2 separate regions of the Gossypium hirsutum genome follow, and region 2 is linked to region 1. The links are chromatin contacts, called in public Hi-C maps. All regions are on one chromosome and are shown on one strand. Each heading gives the region's core, a stretch centred on a gene start, on an enhancer-like site or on the middle of the called end of the contact. The rest is flanking DNA. Distances are from core to core; before and after follow the strand shown.

What was found. A called contact is a pair of places that touch in the nucleus more often than the background predicts.
Region 2: a contact with region 1 is called in a Hi-C map of leaf, with 2.0 times the contacts expected there. The contact joins the promoter of LOC107905234 here to the promoter of LOC121229051 in region 1. A contact is called at or near these places in 2 of 34 Hi-C or Micro-C datasets (both in leaf).

What each region holds. Positions count from the first base shown.
Region 1 is chrA05:30,813,245-30,819,268 of Gossypium_hirsutum_v2.1, forward strand. LOC121229051 (proteasome subunit beta type-3-A) reads right to left here and starts at 4,548. Exons shown (of 8, transcript XR_005926484.1): 1 at 4,346-4,548; 2 at 4,071-4,252; 3 at 3,869-3,976; 4 at 2,969-3,058; 5 at 1,546-1,630; 6 at 1,228-1,322; 7 at 344-443; 8 at 1-257.
Region 2 is chrA05:30,988,341-30,994,688 of Gossypium_hirsutum_v2.1, forward strand. It overlaps LOC107905234 (RNA-binding protein 2), which reads left to right and starts at 1,979. Exons shown (of 8, transcript XR_005926486.1): 1 at 1,979-2,330; 2 at 4,789-4,920; 3 at 5,046-5,306; 4 at 5,427-5,488; 5 at 5,625-5,706.

The DNA of each region.
Region 1 (6,024 bases), core at 3,298-5,797:
TTTTAAACCAATTTGAATATTTTGATTAGTATCAAGACCAAACAAACCACTGCTTTTCGATCTAATAGGTCAATTCAATTTTTTATTTCAATGGTCACATTCACTGGAGCTTTGGCTCGGTGCTGCCAGATGTCTTCCAACTAAATAATAGGCAATGATTCTCGTCGGCCGCCAACAAATCTGCCACCTCACCTGACCATCGGCCTGCCTAATCGTGCTTTCATATGCCCATATCCCATCAGACGAAAATAGAGGGACTATAAATAGGCCATTCAAAAATTTCAGAATTTAACACAGAATAATAACATCATCTTCCTTCCAGCACTGCAAATGAAACAAAAACCTGAAGTTTTATAGTCTGGAAAACAAGAATCTTGAGAACCCTTGGCTTCACTCAATCCATCCTTCCCTTCAAGATTCTTTCCTCTACTTCTGTTGGTGTGCTGCAAATTTGCAGACATCAATATATTAGGTTAAATTTTCTAGATAATCTTTGTATTTTAGTTAAATTTGCAATTTGGTCCTACTATAAAACCAAGTAACTTCATCTTTGAATGTTTGATATTGGTTAGACCTACCCTAGGGCCGAGCTACCTGCTCAAGTCCAAAGGGTCACCCAATATTTGTAAAGGTTTGGAAAAATTAGAAAAAAAAGGACTTAAATGGGCTCGAGTTTAACCATTTACAAATATGAGCTAATTGGGACAAAGTTTGATGCCTATATTTCAGACTGAGCAGAGGGCCTAGCAGATATTTATGCTGCTGGTACCATGCATACGCTTGGCCCAACCCGTGTACATCACTAATACTGGTGCAGACAAGTAAAATTGATAACTGTGTTAACGAAAAACCATTTAAATGCTATTGTACACTTCTGACCTCTGACAAAACTTATGCTCTTGATATAAAGAAATTCTTTTACCGCTTTAATTCTATCTACAATTCTAGATTATCATAATTTAGAATTTGATGTATTTAACAGTTTTCTATTAATAGTGTTAATCAATTTTACTTACTTTCTTCAATATCAAGTGTATAAAGATTAAATCACTCGATTCTATGTTACTGCCTAGATACTTTAACCCTGAATATTGCATTCTCTATAAGAGAAAGGCAAGAATTTCGATGGTTTTAATCAAGATCCACTTCGGCAAACCTATAACAAGTATCACCCTAGGGGAAAAAATGCTAAGATATTATACAAGGAAATCGTTCAGAAATGCTTACACGACATAGACATGTCCTCCCCAACCACTAAGACAGTCACGATCTACTGATGAAAGGAGAGCTTGCGAAACCATTTCAAACAATTCCTCGGGTTCCTTTATAAGAAGAAAACATTTGAGTCAATAAAGCATGAATAATTTAGTAGGTAACAAAACACTTTTAACAATGACCAAATAATCTACTCCAAAAGAAAGCACCGTGTCTAAGCTTTTAGGTTACATGCACAAAAGGAACGGATTTTATGCTTCTTAAAAAGGATTCAAATCGACTGTGATTGTTTTTTGATTTGAGCATAGTAAAATAAATGAAATGACCAACCATGTCCTCCTTGAACATTGACTCACAGGCACCGTAAAGAGACTCAGAGGCAGTGCCAGCCACAACAAAATCTTTTGCAAGCTCCCTGCATTTAGAAGATAGCAAACATAACAACTGAAATATGAAAAATAATTCAACCCACATGATTCAAAACAATCTTGCCAGTCAATAATCCAACTCATTGGTGCCAAAATAAACATTAAATCAAAGCGAGTTAATTACATGATAAAGCTCATATGGCTACGCTAACATGCATGTATAAATCAAATCTCACAGAGAGATGACAAGAGATGACACATGACAAATTATCCTATGATCATCCAGAAATCCCTTAGATTTTGAATAATAATGTCGGAGGTTGTCCTTTTAAAATTTAATGCATCAAAAGGAAATTGCAAAGATTGATCTTAATGCTATGCATGTCCTAAACTTAATACTATGAAATAACTCAGATAATTCTTCTGCTTGGTAAGTTATTGGAATTAAGTAATGGTAGCTGCACCTGTCCAATTTGGAAATTGGAAGTAACCAATTTGAAAGTTAGAAAAGAGAAGAGGGTAATAGCTATCTACAAACGTATGGTTGTCTGAATCAAAACCCTGTTGCTATTCCATTTTAAAGTGCCACTGACTACAAACTTCTTTAGATTTTCTTTTAATGCAATCAGTATGGATATATACATTTCAGGTTTCCTTGAAAAGTGAAAAGCAAAGAAACATGAAGAATATTTTTAAATTTAAGCTTTATTTGTCTTGAAAGCATTAACATCAACACACACACACACACAAGTTTTATAGAAGAAAATTAATTATATAGAGGTGGTGGCTAGGGGAAGGTTTTTCCCAGTTTATCATGTGTGGCAGGAGAAGGCAAGTAAAGAATGTGTATAGGTTTTGCCCTTATTTTGTTAACAAGCTGCAATTATGATTGAGACCCCACACCCCTAGTTTGCCAGGCATCAAGGATCATTTGTAATGAGTTGTATACAACAGAGTTGGAAGAATAATGGGAGTCTTTTATTGATCGGTTTCAGAGTTACGGGTTTTGAGCAATAGAAGATTTTTTTACTAAAAAGTGCTCAGATTTCTGCTTCAGGGATAATAGGGGTGTTTTTTTATTTATTAAACAGTGTTCAAATTTATGATTTTCTCTTTTAGATGTCACAGGCCACCTGGCAATCTGTTATCATGGAGTAAAAGTTCTTCTTTCTTTGACTTCTGATTAAGATATTAAATAAAGTTTTCATTTCCATAGAGGAACTTTCAACAGCAAAGCTTGTCTCTACCGAAGGAAAGTTGCAAGCAGTTATTTTACAAGACAAAGTCTCATGTTCGTTAAATACTACAGGTAAAACAAATATGAATGTTCCAAGCGACTAAGACAACTTTATTTAAAAAATTACAAGGGAATGAAATCAACTTACTTTGCTCCAATGGAATCCATGGTGCAAATGAAAGGCTTGTCTTCATCTCCCAATCCAGCAATTACTGGTTGGCAAAAGTATGGACCAAACCTATGGGGAAAAATGTCATAAAACTTATCTCTTGCACGCATAAAAAGGACACCCTTTTCAATTGCAATTCCTACTTCAAATCTAACACTTCCAACTTATTCCTTTCAAGGTTGACATACCATAAAGTAAGGGCTTGAAATTGTTAGGAAAAGATGAAATCCATCTTTTAGATTTCAAGGCTAGAAAAGAAATTATGAAAAGAGAAAGTCAATATTATCTTTGATGCTCATTGCTCAGTTTCTTCTCAAAAGCTAAGTAGGTTATTTCCCTTCAAGGACATATGTAAGGTTTTTCACATGACATGTGCTCCATAAACTTTTCCTCCCCTGAGCTCCATTTCTTTTAAAAGAAATACGTTTACTTTTAGCCATTTAACTAGTATTATTCAAAAGCGTTGTTGCTCCAACTCTTTAATTTTTTTGAAGCACTCATGTCTAACACTCAAGTCCAACATATATCCAGATGAGTACGGGATATGATCCTCCAATACATGGAAAAACTAAGAAAAAAAATTAAACATACATATGCTGAACACATATCTAGACGCGAGACTTAAAGCCAGTCTTAGTAACACAATTCGAAAGTACTATACATAAAAAACAGATATAATTTACCATTTCTCAACTACTCTTATCTTATAGACCCATTATCCTTAAGAAATCAATCCTCTCCTAGTATTTTTTCTAATTAATTTGAATGTCCAACTAATCAAGAGTTAATATTTTGCAGTATAAAGCAAAACTAAAGCTACACATTTCTTCCATCAATTGAACAAAGCCAAAGATAAGTAAGTGAGGATTTTAAACAAACCTTTTCTCGTAAAGAAGAGCAGAAACAAGGTTAGCAAAAGTTTCAGGTTTCATGTCCCTCTCTTCTCTTAGCTGATACAACTTATGCCGAAAGACAAGCCTTTGATACCTTGAATTTAAAAAAAAAAACAAAGAAGATAATTATTTATTAAGTGAAAAACCAAAATCATAAAAGGCAACAAATAAGGGGAAAAAAAGGGTACAATGTTTGAGCATCGGTGGCAAGGCCAGAGAGACCGAGAAAGACACGATCGTGGATTTTAGAAATCCTTTGGAAATCAGTGGCGATTGTTTGGAGTTGAACTCCGAGTCTACGATCGCTAGCGATGGCCAAGCAGTTCTTGCCTACCATGGATACCAGAGCGCTCCCATTGTACTCGAAGATCTGCATCATCATCGACCAAAAAAGAAAGAAACTCTGTTATTAAGCTTCGAAGAATTAGGGTTAAAAAATAAAAAATAAAAGCGACATACCGACATTGGAAATTTTAGGGTTTTCGGTGTTGAATGCACAAGAAACTGATTTGATTTTAATAAATTGAGATTTTAAATGACGAAGAAGAAAGAACCGAAGAAGAAGAGTGTAGGATGGATTGGAGGACAGTCCGCTATTCTCAAAGCTCCAAGTTTTGACCCGGTATGTCCGGTTAGGATTCAGTTGAGTTGTTCATGGCCGGGTCCGTTCCGGTCCGATTTGACGGGTCTATATATAATATTAGGGTAAATTATAACTAAACTCACTAAATTATTAGTAAATTTATATTTTGGTCATTTAACTTGAGAAGTTACAAAATAGTCATTAAGGTATTTGAAAGTTTTTATTAAGTCACTAAACTATTTGAAAGTTTTTCTTTAAGTCACTAAACTATTCGAAAGTTTTTTTAAAGTCACTAGACGATTAAGTTTTTTTTTTAAGTTCGATTAATTAGCTCTAAGCGACTATTCAACAATCGGTACAGTAGATCAGCATTCATCAATAAGTAGAAGAACATAGCTCCAAGTGACTAGTCGACAATTAGTACAGTAGATCAGTTTTCATCGAAAAGAAGAAGAACATACTTTAGATTCAAGTTGATCTGACGGTCAATGATGAAGATTGAAAAATAAAATTGTTTGGACTTTGGTTTGCTTATTTGTGATGTTCAAAGCTATGTCATAATAAAAAAAATGAATTGTAGAAGAGAATGAGAATAAGAACTTTCGATTAGTGCAAACAGTGAGAATAAAGAAGGTCATACAATAGTGATTTTAACAGTTCAGTGACTTAAATGAAAATTTTTTAATAGCTCAATGGTTATTTTGTATTTTTTTTGAAATTTAATGACCAAAATATAAACTTACTAATACTTTAACCTTGAGTGGAGTTTACACGTAATATCAATACCCTTTATATTTGTCCAAGTTACCTAAAATTTTACTACTTTTACTCATATTTGTAAATGATTAACCAACACTGATTTTAAAATCCTCTGTGTTATCTTTTAAAATATAATTTTTAATTTAATATTTTAGATGGTTCTTCTTTTATTAAAATTTTAAATTTAGACAACTTGATAAATTTTCTAATTTTTATATAATATTCTATTTAATTTTATGTGATATAAATTATATCAAATATAAAAACAAAATAAAAATATAAAAGAATAAAACATGTCGGTTAAACCCAGTCCTTAAATCTGAAGTCCAGACTCAATTCATATTTTAAATAGGTCTAACTTTTTTTAAGTCTATTATTTTGATTTCGTACTTTTGTCTAAAACCTCTCTATTTTGTCCATATTCAGCTCATAAACAAATCTAGAATTTAGTTGATTTGATTGGATCTTATATATCAATGCTTGAATAAATCCAACATAATTTAAACTTAGTTAAATTAATTTAACCAAAATTTAGTTTTTCTCTAGGGTTGTATTGAATTTTTTTTTTAAATTTCAGGTCTTTTAAAGATTTGTTTATAAAATTAATAATAAAATTGGGTCCATGTATTTAATTTTATATTTACGTAATTAATGGGATAATTTAATTAGTTTGGTTGTTTATTTTTAAAAAATTGGAATTTTTTATTGAAAAAATTAATTGGATTGTTTTCTATTCAACTATTTAATTTTGTATTTTGATTTAACTAATTAATTGGGTTGAGATTTTCTATATTCAAGTA
Region 2 (6,348 bases), core at 729-3,228, 170 kb after region 1:
TACTAAATATCCCACCTCATCTATAACATACCCTACCCTTAACGCTTTGGGTCATCAAGCCCTAGGCTAGAAGCACCCATAATTGATGTATACAAAGACAAAGTTCTATGGTATTCAACTTGTTTAACGAGTTAGGAGTAAATGGCTTATACCTATTCTTTCTTATAGAAGTGTTGGCCCAACAACAAAGATGAAGTAATAAAGATGGCACTAGAGGTGTTCTCTAGTGCCCAACTCTCTAAAGGACTCAATGACACAATTATTGTTCTCATTCCTAAAACAAAAAATGCAACCTTTATCAACAAATTCTAATCAACCGATTTATGCAATATGACTTACAAAATCATCTCTATAGTTATAGTTGCTAGGATGCGACCAATTCTTCAAAAACTCATATTTCCATACTAGGCCAACTTTCATATTGGGAGGACAAACTTTGGATAATGCCATTATTGTCCAAGAAGATACGTACTCTCTAAAGTGTTTAAAAGGAAAGATTGGCTCTACAAACTTTAAACTCGACCTAGAAAATGTTTATGACAAGTTGGAATAGAGTTTTATTAAGAGAGTTTTGAGTTACTTTTAACTTTCTCAAGTAATGGATTGATCTCATCATGCGTTGTATCTCTTTGACTCTACTACTGTCATTCTCAATGGCTCTAAGTTAAAGAACTTCCAACCATCTAAAGGAATAAGATAAGAGGTATAAAACTAGTTTTGGAGGTCGCACATGATTATACTCTCAAAGATAAAAAGTTCAAATACAATTTCAAAGCAATGTTGGATAGGGTTGATTTGTGTGATGAAAGAATTCAATTCTTTTTTATGGTTATAAACTTATTATCTTTCGATAGGATTGAGCAAGAAAAACAAAAGAAATCAAAAATTGATCTAAACTGAGGTGTTTGAACGATTTTTTGAAATACACATTAAAAATTACGATTATCCAAACCGATTTTTATTTTTATTTAATTTATAAATAATTTAAAATATTTATGATGTAAAAATAAATCTTTTATATTTAAAATAATAAAAATAAAGAATTCTATATAAAAACTTATTTTTTCAAAAATACACTAATGGTATTGATTTTTTATTTAATTTAAAAATTATTTTTAAGAATATTTATGAAAATTTATTTGAAACTTTACCAAATAATATAAAAAAATCATACAACAAAACCTATCTTATAAAAAATAAGTCTAAGACCCCAAAACCCTAAATTAGTATGAAAAATCAAACAAAATTATCACTTAGGGTTTTAAAAAATCCAAAAAAGTTTCTAATCAAACTTAATTGATCTCGCATTTAATTTTGGATATCATATTTTTGTACAAACTTTTTCATTTGTTAGGCAAGCCTTTGAGCTTAGATGGATAATCCAACCATTAAACAAGTTTACTATTTATATAATAATTTGAATTTAATTATAAAAATATATAAATACTAATCTAAGAGTAATATTTTAATATTATCCGCCAACACTAGTTAATACATTTTAAATCCCGCTTGACCCACTTTATAAAAAAATAAAAATAAAATGTGCTTAAAGTTGATGTACTTTTTATATATTTGAAAATTAGTCTTTTTATTTTTATTTTTTAGGAATTTGGTCTTTCTACTTTTCAGATTTAAAAATAAAAGTCAGATTGTTAACATCATTAAAATTCTTTTGTTAAATTCAAGTTTATTATAGTTTTTTTTTGTTGTTGTTGCATAATTACTAAATGAGTATTTCTTTATTTCTAAATGCCACGCTAATGAATTTAATAAAAGAATTTTAACAATGTTAAAAATTAGACTTGAATTTTGAAATCTGAAAAGTATAGGGACTAAATTTTTAGAAATAAAAGTCGAGGGACTAAACATCAAAGGTAGAAAAGAACAAGGACTTGGAGCATATTTTACCAAAAGGAGCCTACTTGACCCATGATCCGTTCTAGTGGTGATCCATCCGGAAAGATTTATGAAGGGTACTGCACCGAAAACTTCCGAACGTATATACTGACTTGCTAGTCGTCTGAGTTAGGAAATCTTTTCACTGGTTACCAGAAACTGAGCAGGAAATCCGATTTGCAAAAAAAGAAAAAAATGAAAGGAATAGAAGTAGATTATATTTATAGCTAGAGTTAGGGTTTCCTTGATTCTGGGTTTTCCACTTTTTTCCTCCTTTTGTAAAGGGAAATTTAGAAAAATTAAATTATTTTAATTGTTTTTTTGTAAAGGAATTTAGAAAGAGTAAATGGCAGATGGTTACTGGAATCGGCGACAGCCAAATCCTCCGATGCTCTCTTCTGGTGGGATGCTTAAACGACCACGTACTGATTACGGTAAACTTCTTTTTTTGCCGCTATAAATCCTTTTTCTGTTGCCATTTTGTTTGTTTAGTTTTCCAAAATTTTGTTTATTTCTGTTTTAGCTTTAGCTGCTTTTGAGATTAGTTTAGAAAAAAAAAAGTGGAAAATTTTCGGTTATATTGGTTGAATTATGTTCGAACTTAGTATTGGAGTTCGATGTTAGGTTTCTTTTTGTTGAATTAGATACATTTATATCTAAGCACGAATCAAAATTGATATTTTTTTAACAATGAAAAATGGATGCCCATGTTACTCGGAGTCACGGGTTGAGTGTTTCTTAGTATGCATCTAAAATCAGTATGCTTATTATTATTTTTTAAGCTTTTCCATATATTTGGGGGATCAAACCCTAAAATACTCTTCCTGTACTCATTAGGCATCTTATTACATTATCAAATCTTGCTAAACAAGTTAGTCAACCACGACCTCATTGAGGCGTTTTCAAACTTTGATAGGAATTGGATATTGGCCTATCACCATTTCAGTTTTCGTCTGGGGCAAGTTCTTGTTAAACAAGTTCCTCAACCACCCAATCCCAACCTCATAGAGGCATTTCCAAACTCTGATAGGAATTGCATTTAGACTGATCATGATTCCAATCTTCATCCAGTGCAAGGTGTTTCTGATCTCAAGGTTCAAAGATCTTATTTTACCCTTAAAGTCACATTTTAGGTCATCTAGTGGTATATTTTGATAACCCACGTCTTGAGAGTAAATATAATTGAAGGCTTATGAAATATTTCCATCTCTCGATAATCTTATCATCCTCCACCAAGACCATATGGTTGTTATCCTTAATAGACATACCGGTTCCCAAGTATCTAGTCTTCTTCTCCCTCATCTGAGGAAAGCCTATAGATACAGTTCCCTCCATCTTATGGGTCCAATTTATCAAAAAATACTTTTATATCTCTCACTCTAGCATCCTTTACAGCCTTCTTGATCTCCTTTCTTTTCTAGCTTGTATTTCTGAAAGTTTTTTTTATCCCTACAATTTCTTAACTTTGTATAGTCAGATCATTTGTCCTTAATAACTACCTTTACTTCCGCACTCCACCATGATGGTTCTTACGTTGTGATATCATGCCCATAGATTCACCAAGTTCCTATTTAGCTACCAGCTACCAGTGTGATACAATCAGTCATCTTATTCCACATCATAATAGGGTTGACTTTATCTTCCCATTTAGCCTCCTTGGTTAATCTAGCCACCAAAGATGATTGTGCATTCCCTTCCAAAATCCTCCATATCCTGGGTTTAGGACACGTCTCAATTGCTTATATGTCTTTCTAAAATAAAACTTAAAACTGGAAGTTGATGTTGCATAGCTATACTCTCCTCCAGTATCACCTTACAGTCTATGTAACAACTCTATACATCAGTAAGAAAAATAAAGTCTATTTGACTAGCATTCTTTCCACCGAGGTGATTAGATGGGAATCTCTTTTCCTGAGTAAAGTGTTTGCTAAAACCAAGTCTTTAAGATTAAAAAAACCTAGGATGATACTTCCTCTTTGCTTCTATCCCAAAATTGTACCTGCCATGCACACTCTCAAACCCCTAAGACTTGCCCATGCATGTCCGTTGAAGATGTTCCAATGAAAATCTTTTCTTCTACGGATCAGCCTTGCACCACTTCATCAAAGTCCTCCCAAAATTGCCACTTAATAGCATTCTCTAGTCAGTTTGTGGTGCATAAGTATCAGTAATGTTTAAAGCATTGGCTTTTACTTTTGAGTTTTATGAGAAATGTCTCATTGTCCGTCCTTATAATTTCAACAACCAACTGATGGTCTTAAACTATACCTACTCCACTTCTAGTTACTATATCTACCCAAATGATATAATTTGTGACCCCACTCACCATTAGATTTAACTTTCTTATCTATCTGTTTAGTCTCTTGAAGGCAAAAATGTGGATATTCCTTGTAATCCTCTGCTAGCTCTACATAATTACATGTAAGAGACCTTGTGTTCCAAGATATTAAACCTATGCTAAAGTCTGGCCTTTCTTTAATCCTATCTGTCCCTTATCTTGGGGGGAATGGATCTTTTACTCAATTGACACCATATCCAGTTGTTGATGTGGCACGTTGCTTAGGGGCAACAGCCTAAAACCCCATGCCCATTTAGCATTGCTCCTGGCCACAAAGAAGCTGCACATTGCTTAGTAGTGAATGCCCCAATGTTAATTCTCTTATCTTGGTTCATGTCAAAAGATGTGATGGGATTTCCTGCTGGCTATCACAGGTGCCCTGCAGCCCTCCTTCATTTGAGTGAGCCTGAGACCAGCAGTGCAAGCACAAGTGAAATTCCATTTTGTTTGTAATCAATTTAAGAAAATGCTTGTTTCACTTTGCATGTTTTGTGAAAGATATTATCTGCTTTAGGAAAGAGTTGCATATAAATATTCAATTTTCAACTTAACAGATGCTCCGCCCTTTGGACCACGTTCAGCCCTTGAGATGCCTAGTTATTTGGCAAGAGATGATGATCATGGTGGACATCTGTCTGTGAGGGATACAAACTCTATTGGATCAGCATATGATCGTTATCTCCAGAGTGCAGTACCTTCTTCGACTTTTACTCATGCTTATTTATACTTCACCTTGCATCTCCATTGTTGTTTTCTAAAGCATTCATTAAATTGCTTTTGAAGAAACTTTCTTCTTTTACTTCTGGAGAAGCTAGTGCATTTGGTGGGTCAGGAAGGGCTGTTGGTGGTGCAATGCCTGTTCATCCAATAGCTGATCCTCCCCTGATGGGTCTTCTTGGATCTGCTGCTCCAGATCTGTCACCAAATGGTCATAATATCGGTTATAGTGGTCAACATCCAGTGGATGCAATTGCAAGGCCAGGGCGAGATACTGTTCCTCTCCCTCCTGATGCTTCCAATACTCTATATGTTGAGGGATTTCCTCCTGACAGCACAAGGAGGGAAGTAGCTCGTATCCTATGTAATTTAGTGCTTGATAAGATATGTTGATATATTCTTTTTATGATACGGTATTTTTACTTTAGTGTATTGCTTCCAACTGTTGGTTCACATTCCTTGATTGAGATTATAGATATCTTTCGCCCTTTTGTTGGATATAAAGAAGTACGGTTAGTGAGCAAAGAACCCCGACAGGTAAGTGGACTAGGCATTGCCAAAACTTAATTTGTCTCCTTTAGCATGATTTCCTTTGTTGTTTTCTTTACATATGAAATTGTCATGAGTGAGCGTGCTGCTTTGAATGCTGAAACCTGGTGCATTGGTAATGCAGCGTGGTGGAGATCATATTCTCCTTTGTTTTGTTGATTTTTCAAGTCCTGCCTGTGCAGCAACTGCAATGAGTGCCTTGCAAGGTGATCTCTTCGTCCATTGTTTTTGACATTTATAGAAGGTAGCTTATCATTGGATGATGATATGAAAAGATAATAGGAAACCATAGTGAACACTCTAGAACGATATTGGTGCACTTGAGCATTTGACTTAAGTGGTAAGTTTCTGTATCCACTGTTAAAATAGTAACGCCCGAATCTCCCCTTCCTCGAAATTATAAAAAAAAAAAAAGGATATCTATAGCTTTTTATGCTATGATTTTTCTCTATGTCATAGGTTTGCCCATCATCCACTCAATGCACATATCTATATTCTATAGAATATATAATTCTTTTGACCAAGTTTGGTATCACAAGTTAAATGAGACTATCTCAGTTATTGGACTTGCATAAAAATCAAATAAAGTAACAATAATAACTATATGATTAAAGATATATATGTCATTTTACTTCTCTATGTTTCAATAAAAAAACCTCCATATATTAATCACCTAACTAGAGGCATCCAAGAACCAGACTTTGTTTGGGCTTGGATAGTAATAAGGTTTGATTGTTCAAGAGTCAAGACCCAGTTTGAATCTGGTCAAGCCTAGCGACCTACCTAGCCTTTGACCAGGTCTACATGTACTTTTTTTTCCCCCTAAGTATCTACATTTGACCAAATTT